Linked DNA regions of Tachysurus vachellii: region 2 is linked to region 1. A link is a contact called in public Hi-C data. All regions are on one chromosome and are shown on one strand. Each heading gives the region's core, a stretch centred on a gene start, on an enhancer-like site or on the middle of the called end of the contact. The rest is flanking DNA. Distances are from core to core; before and after follow the strand shown.

The links. A called contact is a pair of places that touch in the nucleus more often than the background predicts.
Region 2: a Hi-C map of blood shows a contact between it and region 1, with 2.3 times the contacts expected there. The contact joins the promoter of pigg here to the promoter of LOC132856167 in region 1. A contact is called at or near these places in 2 of 3 Hi-C or Micro-C datasets (blood and muscle).

Annotation. Positions count from the first base shown.
Region 1 is chr13:10,907,032-10,911,075 of HZAU_Pvac_v1, forward strand. LOC132856167 (transmembrane protein 271-like) reads left to right here and starts at 2,388. Exons shown (of 1, transcript XM_060885626.1): 1 at 2,388-3,802. The coding sequence starts at 2,742. The coding sequence ends at 3,551.
Region 2 is chr13:11,082,833-11,086,539 of HZAU_Pvac_v1, forward strand. pigg (phosphatidylinositol glycan anchor biosynthesis class G) reads right to left here and starts at 1,794. Exons shown (of 13, transcript XM_060884711.1): 1 at 1,352-1,794; 2 at 1,015-1,220. The coding sequence starts at 1,574. It overlaps hmmr (hyaluronan-mediated motility receptor (RHAMM)), which reads left to right and starts at 2,716. Exons shown (of 19, transcript XM_060884712.1): 1 at 2,716-2,894. The coding sequence starts at 2,849.

The DNA.
Region 1 (4,044 bases), core at 1,138-3,637:
GCCAATTTACTGAGAAATGCATCCACCTTTATCTGATTTCTTAATAGGCAGCATTATTAAGCCTTCATTATGCAGCAAGACAATGACCTAAAACACACTGTTAACTCAACAAAGCACTTCATCCTGCTGGGAAAAAGTGGGGCGTTTTATACTGGCCAAGTCAATCACCAGACCTTAAACCAACAGAGCAACATTTCATTTCCAGAGAAGGAAACTCAAACCTGAATATCTTCAGTGTATAGCAAAACAATTAGCCTTGTCATTCCAATACCTTTACAGGGGATTATATAATACACAAAGTCATTTGAAGGAGCTTTTCTAACTGACCACCAAACAGGTTGGTTGGATATTAGTAGTCCACTAACATTTTTTCCCTTGGATTTACAGAGCTTGGAAAGCAATTATTTCTCCTGTGAGGAGATATTTTATTTAAAGCTGCAGAAATGTGAGGAGGGATGGTGCAGAAGTTAGCATCGAGCTTGGGTTAATGTCTGTGTGGAGTTTCTTGCTTATTCTCAAAGTGTGCATGTGGATTTCTTCTGGGTTGTCTGGTTTCCTGCTAGTGAGTATTTTGGCTAAGATAAATTGCCTCTAGGAGTGAAAGAGTGTGGATAAACTCCACATCCATTACAACCCCTACTAGGATAAAGTTATTACTGAAAATAAGTCAGAAACTACCAAATTCAAAAGGTTTTTTTTTTTTTTTGGATAGTTTATAATTTTTGCATAGTGAGCCACTTAAGTGTGCTGTAAAAAACTCTAAATAGAGAAAATGCCCTTTTTAATTTTAGATCTCAACTGGATTAGTATCCCTGCTGTCCTTAATTTAGGTATGGACAATATGGCAAAATATATATTAATATATATACCTAAATTAAGTATTTAGTATTACGTATATATTAATTACTGAGGATACTCTCAGAAAAGTGGATTGTAAAGCAATTTATCATCTATTTAATTATGAAAGCACTTTGTACCTTTTGACTGTATGTGTTTATAGTTAGCTGAGATGATTGAATGAATATGATTCACTTCCATTTAGAACCAAGGGCCTAGTTTACACTGGTTTCCTGCTTCTTCTCTTGGGGGAAGAAAAACAGCTTGCAACTGTAATGATTGTGTTTACTCTGGAGTTTTCCAGTACCATTACACAAAAAGTAATTGTGCCAACAAACCAGACCTATACTATAATTACCCTAACGTGTGCTATCTTTTAAGTGTGTGTAAGACTGTAGTAGGAACACTTTTGTGAGTGGTGTACATTTGCTGCATGTTAAGAAGCCCGAACCTTAGAAAAGCCAGAGACATGCTGACACCTGCAGCTTGGCTTAATTGCTGTGATTAGCTCCCTCATGGGAATAATTGTTGGTTGCTATAGCTGAAATTAGAGCTTCTCTGTATAATTTAAACTGTTTTAATGAGAATGTATTGGGTTGGTAAATAAAAACAGTTAATCAAAAGGAATATAAACAATCTTGTACTTTGCAGAAAGATAAAGCTTTTCTCATTTCAATTTGAGACTTTGCATGCCATGCCATGTAGCTTTGTGCTTCCCGAACACACAAAGTAACACACACACACACACACACACACACACACACACACAGAGTAACTGAGTGAATTTGCTTTTTCAGAACGTTCTCGGATGTGCAAATACTGTTTACCCTCTGGCCTAAAGAACTTTTAAACTCTTATTTTTCCTTACATTTTGACATTTGGCACTGGATTATAAATATAAAACATTTAAGATTTTTTTTTTCTGTTATGCTAGATCAGTTTTTAACAGCTCTCCAATACTTAGTCTTGGAGAACTGTTAAAAACTGATCTTCCCAATAAAGGTTTTGCATGCAGAAGACTTTGGTTCATAAAATATCGTTGATCATTACAAAGTCACGTAGAACCACACGGCTTATATTTCAAAAGGATGTAGTTATCATATCACCAGAACAGAAGTAACATTAGCCACTCCCTAATTAGCCAATCTCAGCTCCGCCTGAAAAAACACTAGTGTTTCAGCACCATGGGCAGCTCTTGGAGCTTTTATTATGCATATTGCATGATATAGTCTTTATCTTTACTTGCCATCCTTGCATGTACGATCGTAGCAGAACTTTACATCACTTTCTTCATAATAGTCCAAATCACTGTTTCTGAACCATATTCCTGCTGAAAACATCATTTTACTTATAGCAGCTTACATCGGGAAAGCCATCTAAATATAATCTGTATCTGTATAGCCATCTGTAGCGAGATTCTGTTTGAGAATGGGGAAGCAGTGAAAGAAAGCATCACTACGTGTCGCATTCTCGAGTTTGCAGCCAGTCGGAGTGGAGCGAGTTCAAAGCTCAGACTGAAAGCTAGTCTCACTGATGTGCGCTTGCTCACGGCGGCGCGCGCTGGAGGGCTGTAAGAGCGGGAGGCAGAGTCTTTCCTCTCGGTCTTCACGACTAAGCCCTACGGAAGTGGATGGCGGGAGAAGGTCATGAAGGTAATCGCTACCTTTAAGCTGGATTTGGGCGGCTGTTACCGCAGAAGGAGCGCGCCCTGCCCATCAATTATTCATCCGTTGAGGAAGCGGTGGCAAACGGCGGCACGGCACGTGGCTCCGCACATCCTCCGTTCTGCAAGCAGCCATCGGCAAGTCATGTCCCATTGTGAGGGCACTTCAAGAAGAGCTGGAGAAGAGGACCAAGGAGGATGAAGGAGGGAGACGGGCCGGACGAGTCAGAGGAGGATTATAATGAAGTTGAGTGGCAAAGGAGCGTGCGCCGTCGTCTCCAGCAGCCTGCTATTCGCGTGCGCCGTGAGCGCAGCAGTGGTGGGGTTCGAGTGTCTCTCTCTGGGAGCCAAAGTAAAAGCGCACTTCCAACTGAGCGCGGCTGCTGGTGCGTTTTACTCGGGAATCCTGCTCGGACTTGGACAGTCACTGCTGGCCATTGCGTTGCTCTGCTGCAGGGGCAAAGCTGCGTGTCGCAATTTTTTCCTCTTTGGGCTTCTTGTGTTCCTGCTCGGCGTGCTCACTGCGTTCTCGGGCGCGGTGGTAGACGGAGACGCCGTGTCACTCGTGGAGCGGAAGTACTCGCGCTACTGCCTGGACACATTGGATGTACCTGCGGCGTGCGGGCGCCTCAAGGATTACCAGCGCGGCCTGGTGGCGTCCACCGTGCTTAACGCGCTCGAGTGCCTCATTGGGCTTGTAAACCTGGTGGTCATCAAGCGGTACCAGGCGGCTCAGGTTTACCGGAGGCGCAGAGCGCACAGGCGCAGCGCGCGCGAGGTCTTGCTTGTCGAGGAGCGCGAGCTCACAGTGGCCGCCAACTTTCGGTCGGTCTCCTATATCAGCTTAGCGGCGTGCGGCTCCCAGGCGCGCGAGGACGGTGCAGAGGCGCGGAAAAGCGGTCATCCGTCTATCGAACTACCGGGCTACGTGCCTTCCCAAAACGAGCTCCACCACGTGTACGGTTTCTCATATCCGCCAGCTAACGACTCACCGCCGGCCTACGAGGACATATTCCCCGGAGAAAGGAGGAACAAAGCGTTTGAGTGTTAAAACAGAGAGAAAGTTACAAAACCACATCTCTAATCTGCAGTGACAATCACTGGCCCCGGACATCAGACGCACACGCGTCCCTTTCTCGGCTAAATAATAAGCAGAATGTATTAACGCATTGCTCCCTTTGTCATAGGAAGTGGGCAAGTAAGTACATGCTACACTCAGTGAACTGCCTGTAGGAAAACTGAACTAAAATGGTAAGATATATATTCAGATTATAAATATAAAGGCCTGGTGACTTTTTAACACAGCACTTGTTTTGAATCTCTGATTGTACACAACATCTTATGCCCATGTACGTTGGTTGATGTCACTCCGTTGGTTTATTGTCATATTACCTCCGTTTGGCTCATGAATAAAAAAAAAAGGATATTCACCTTTCTATGCCGTAGATATTTCATGCAAGTCATCAAGTCAAAATAAGCACAACTCTTATATTTCAGGAATTAATCATGTAAAGATGGTAGCTTGTGCGCCTCTAAGGTTCTTT
Region 2 (3,707 bases), core at 544-3,043, 180 kb after region 1:
ATGTTACTTTGACACTTACCAACTATCTAAACATTTCTGCAGACAAACTACATCACTTCATGACAATCGGTATTCCCCACTGAAAATTTTGTTGTGGGATGGTTTAAGGAACATGACACAAAGTTCAAGGAGTCCATGCCTCAACAAATCAGAGCTGTTTTGGCAGCAAAAGGAGGACCGACACAATATTAAGCGGATAGTTTTAATGTTATGGTCTATCGAAGTACAGTATATATTGTGTCTTTTTAAGTAAATAGGACAGATTATGGGGCTTTTTTTTATTTATTTTTTTTTACAAAGGTCACATGTAACCATGTCCATGTGAAGCAGCACCTGGATCATTTGCAAACCGATGTACTTGCAAAACATTCAAGTTAAACACAGGTTATTCCCAAGATACATTGAGCATTATGAGCATAAGATAACAGCATATTTTTAACCAAGCAGGGCAAATCGTAAAAAAATAATGGACTGCATTTGTTTTTAATTGTGTACTGTGAAGTATACTAGTTCTTTAGAATTGATCTAATCTTGCACGAATACATTTTATTTCACAGCTTACAAATCATAACGAAACAGCCAATGCCAGTTGTCACCATTTTGGAGGTGTCCAAGAAATTCTATATCATTCTCATCATACTCATCTTCAGTGGCTGCTGTGAGTTACCACACTCACTCATTCACACTTAGGGTATTAAGTCTGGGGATGCAGCAAAAGAAAAATCCCACAGGCGCAAGGAGAATCATGCACACCAGACAGACGGCATCTGCAACTCAGGATCAAACCCTGATCCCTCAAGCTCTGCCATGACATGCTGTCCACTACAGTTGTGCCAAGTATCAAAATACTATCTGTATCTGATCTAAAATCAGAGGAGTGATTTATGAGAACATAACGCATGATTACATCCACACCATTCAACACAAAGTATTATTAGCAAATCATCTGATGTAATGATGTGCTTTGAAAAACAGTTTCTACAAATTTCTACACAGCCACATGCACAGACTCACCTTGATTCTAGGCATGGTGACAGTCGGTGGTCTGGCTTTAGCGATGAAGCTATGAGATGATCCACTCTCCACTAGGTTCCTGGTGTAGGGCATGAACCTCTTCCCATTGGGCCCAAATACAAAGTCATCTCTTAAAGCATCTATTAACACAATGACTACTCTGTTGAATAATGGAGGAGGCACTTTGGTCGAATTTGGGCTACTTCCTGCAAAAGAAAGACAATATGCTGATGATATATATTACTGATCATCTCCAGAACATAAGAGCAAACGATGGTGACCAGGATCACACTATTGATATTGAAAGTGACATCTCAGTAATGAAGCGCTTTCTTACCTACTACTGGTTCTGCTGGCAGGTCTGATAATTTGCTCTTTGATGATAAAGACGACTTGATTGGAACTGGAAAAAAACCTCTCAAGAAAAGGACAATGCCGAGTAACTCAATAATGAGACAGAAGGCAGAGAACACTGATGAACTCAGCTTCATGGTGATAGATCGGGGTTGTTGTTTGTTATTGTTTGTTATTGTTATTATTAGCAGTAGCACTAGTAGCATACAGCATATGACTCCACTACATATCTGACCTTAATCCCCAACCAGTTAACCAAAAACAAAGTTCACGAGCATCACAATACTACACCTTGATTTTAAAGAGTCGATCAGTTGGCTGAGAAAACAGCAAACCGTATCTAGATTAGATCCGTTTCTAATATCCAACAGCACACTCTTAATCAATGGACTTTTAAACGAGGATGTATTTTGACACTTCCGTGTTTTGATTAAAGTCTCGCTACGGCAAGCGAGAAGTTCAAATCGCGTGACACACAAACATACACACAGAGACACGAGGAAAGCCAGAGGAGAGGCGAGACATCATGGGGCATGAATCTAGACTTTTCTGATTTGAAAGCTTTTTGTCCTGCTACTAAAACTAAGCAAAACAGTGTATATATTAACGTAACAAATAGAATCCCCTTAGTTTATTGTTAAATTCCAAATTAACAGGTTTGATTGCCCTTTGTTTACATGGGTTTCCTCTGGGTTTCCCAGTCATCCCCCAAAATCAAATTGCTCTGTTGTGTGAATGCATGTGTGAATGGTGCCCTGCAATGGACCAGTGTCCTCTCCAGGGTGAAATCTCCTGCCTTCAGGATCTGCCACAACCCTGACCAGGATTTCTGTTGTTTTGGACATGAAATAATCCATAATACAGTAGTTTTGGGAATATAAACTTTATTGAGCTGTTGTAAGAAATCGGAAATATCATGGAATTAATGTAATACAATATAATCGCATATCATTCATTTAGAAACTGCTTTTTGACCAAAATATATAGTATATCTTTCGCCATCATTTGCACTTATTCTTTACTTACTAAGTACGTAGGATTGTTTTTGTATGAAAGGATCTAAAAGGATTTAATCAATCTTTTATGTGTTTATGATGGTCCTCGTTTAGAGTTTTCACTATTTATTTATTTATTTATTTATTTAATTTAACATATATTTCCTTTCTATACTATGAATTCATGTGTGCTCAACAACAAACACTATATTTACAAGGTTACATGCTTTCTTATGGGCGGCCTACGTACAATGACGAAAGTTCTTTCTGATTGGACAGTCTTTGTTTTCGTCACGCTTTGAGAGATTCTTATTGGTCTATTTGGTCTCTATTGCTTTGATTGGTTACAGAAGGAGTTTCAAAAAATTCAGCGGCAGTTGTTGAAGCTGTGTGAATTACCGACATTATTCCCTTTTTCCCTTTTTTTATTGTTAGCTTTTTTATTAGGTTTTCTGCTGTAGTTTAACTCTTCGGGTCTAGGAATCATGTCGTTTTCAAGGGCTCCGTTGAAAAGATTTAATGAACACATTGGTAAGCATGATAACACAATCCGGTGCTGTGTTAGCTGAATAAAGCGCGTTTAAAATAACAATGATATCCAGATTAAATGTTAGTGAGATTATAAATACTAGTAAATTATGTTGAACGTGACGTCAGTGAAGCGAGCACGCGCATGTCAGACATTTCTGAGCTTTGTATTGATGCTAAATATAAAAACTAACGACTAAGCAGCTAGTTAACGTTGAACCAGAAATAAACAGACTATTATTTAATCTCCATCGACTACCATTAGCTACATAAACCTATTTTAAGTAATAGGACACGTTTAACTTTTGTTGTCCTAGCATAACAACTAGCCTAACGTCAACAATAGCTAGCTAGCTAGCGTAGAGTTTCTCGAGTTTGAAGTTGAGTTAAAAAAAAAACAAAACAAGAAAATACACCAGCTAATTAAATATTAGCTTCCTCATGGTAGACATTTATACCAAAAGTAAATGATTAGAATTCATTATTCACATAAGCTGCAATATCCTAAGTATGTTGTGTTTAATATAATTGTGTAAACAGCAAACCTGCAGGTTTTCCCACAGCATCCTTGGACATATCATATATCAGTATCATTTATTAGAGATGGATAAGTTACAGGTTATATTTGGGGTTGTTTTTTGTGATGAGTGTGTACTAAATTGCATCAGAGTGTAAAGTAGTGATTTGCAGTGTATATAAGTGTTCTTCATATTGTTTAGACTGCCTGGCTGTGTCCCAGACCTTCAGTCTTAGAGGACAGCTATGTTTAAACCTTAGTTGTGTGTTGACAGGTCACACACACTACAGTCCCTTCAT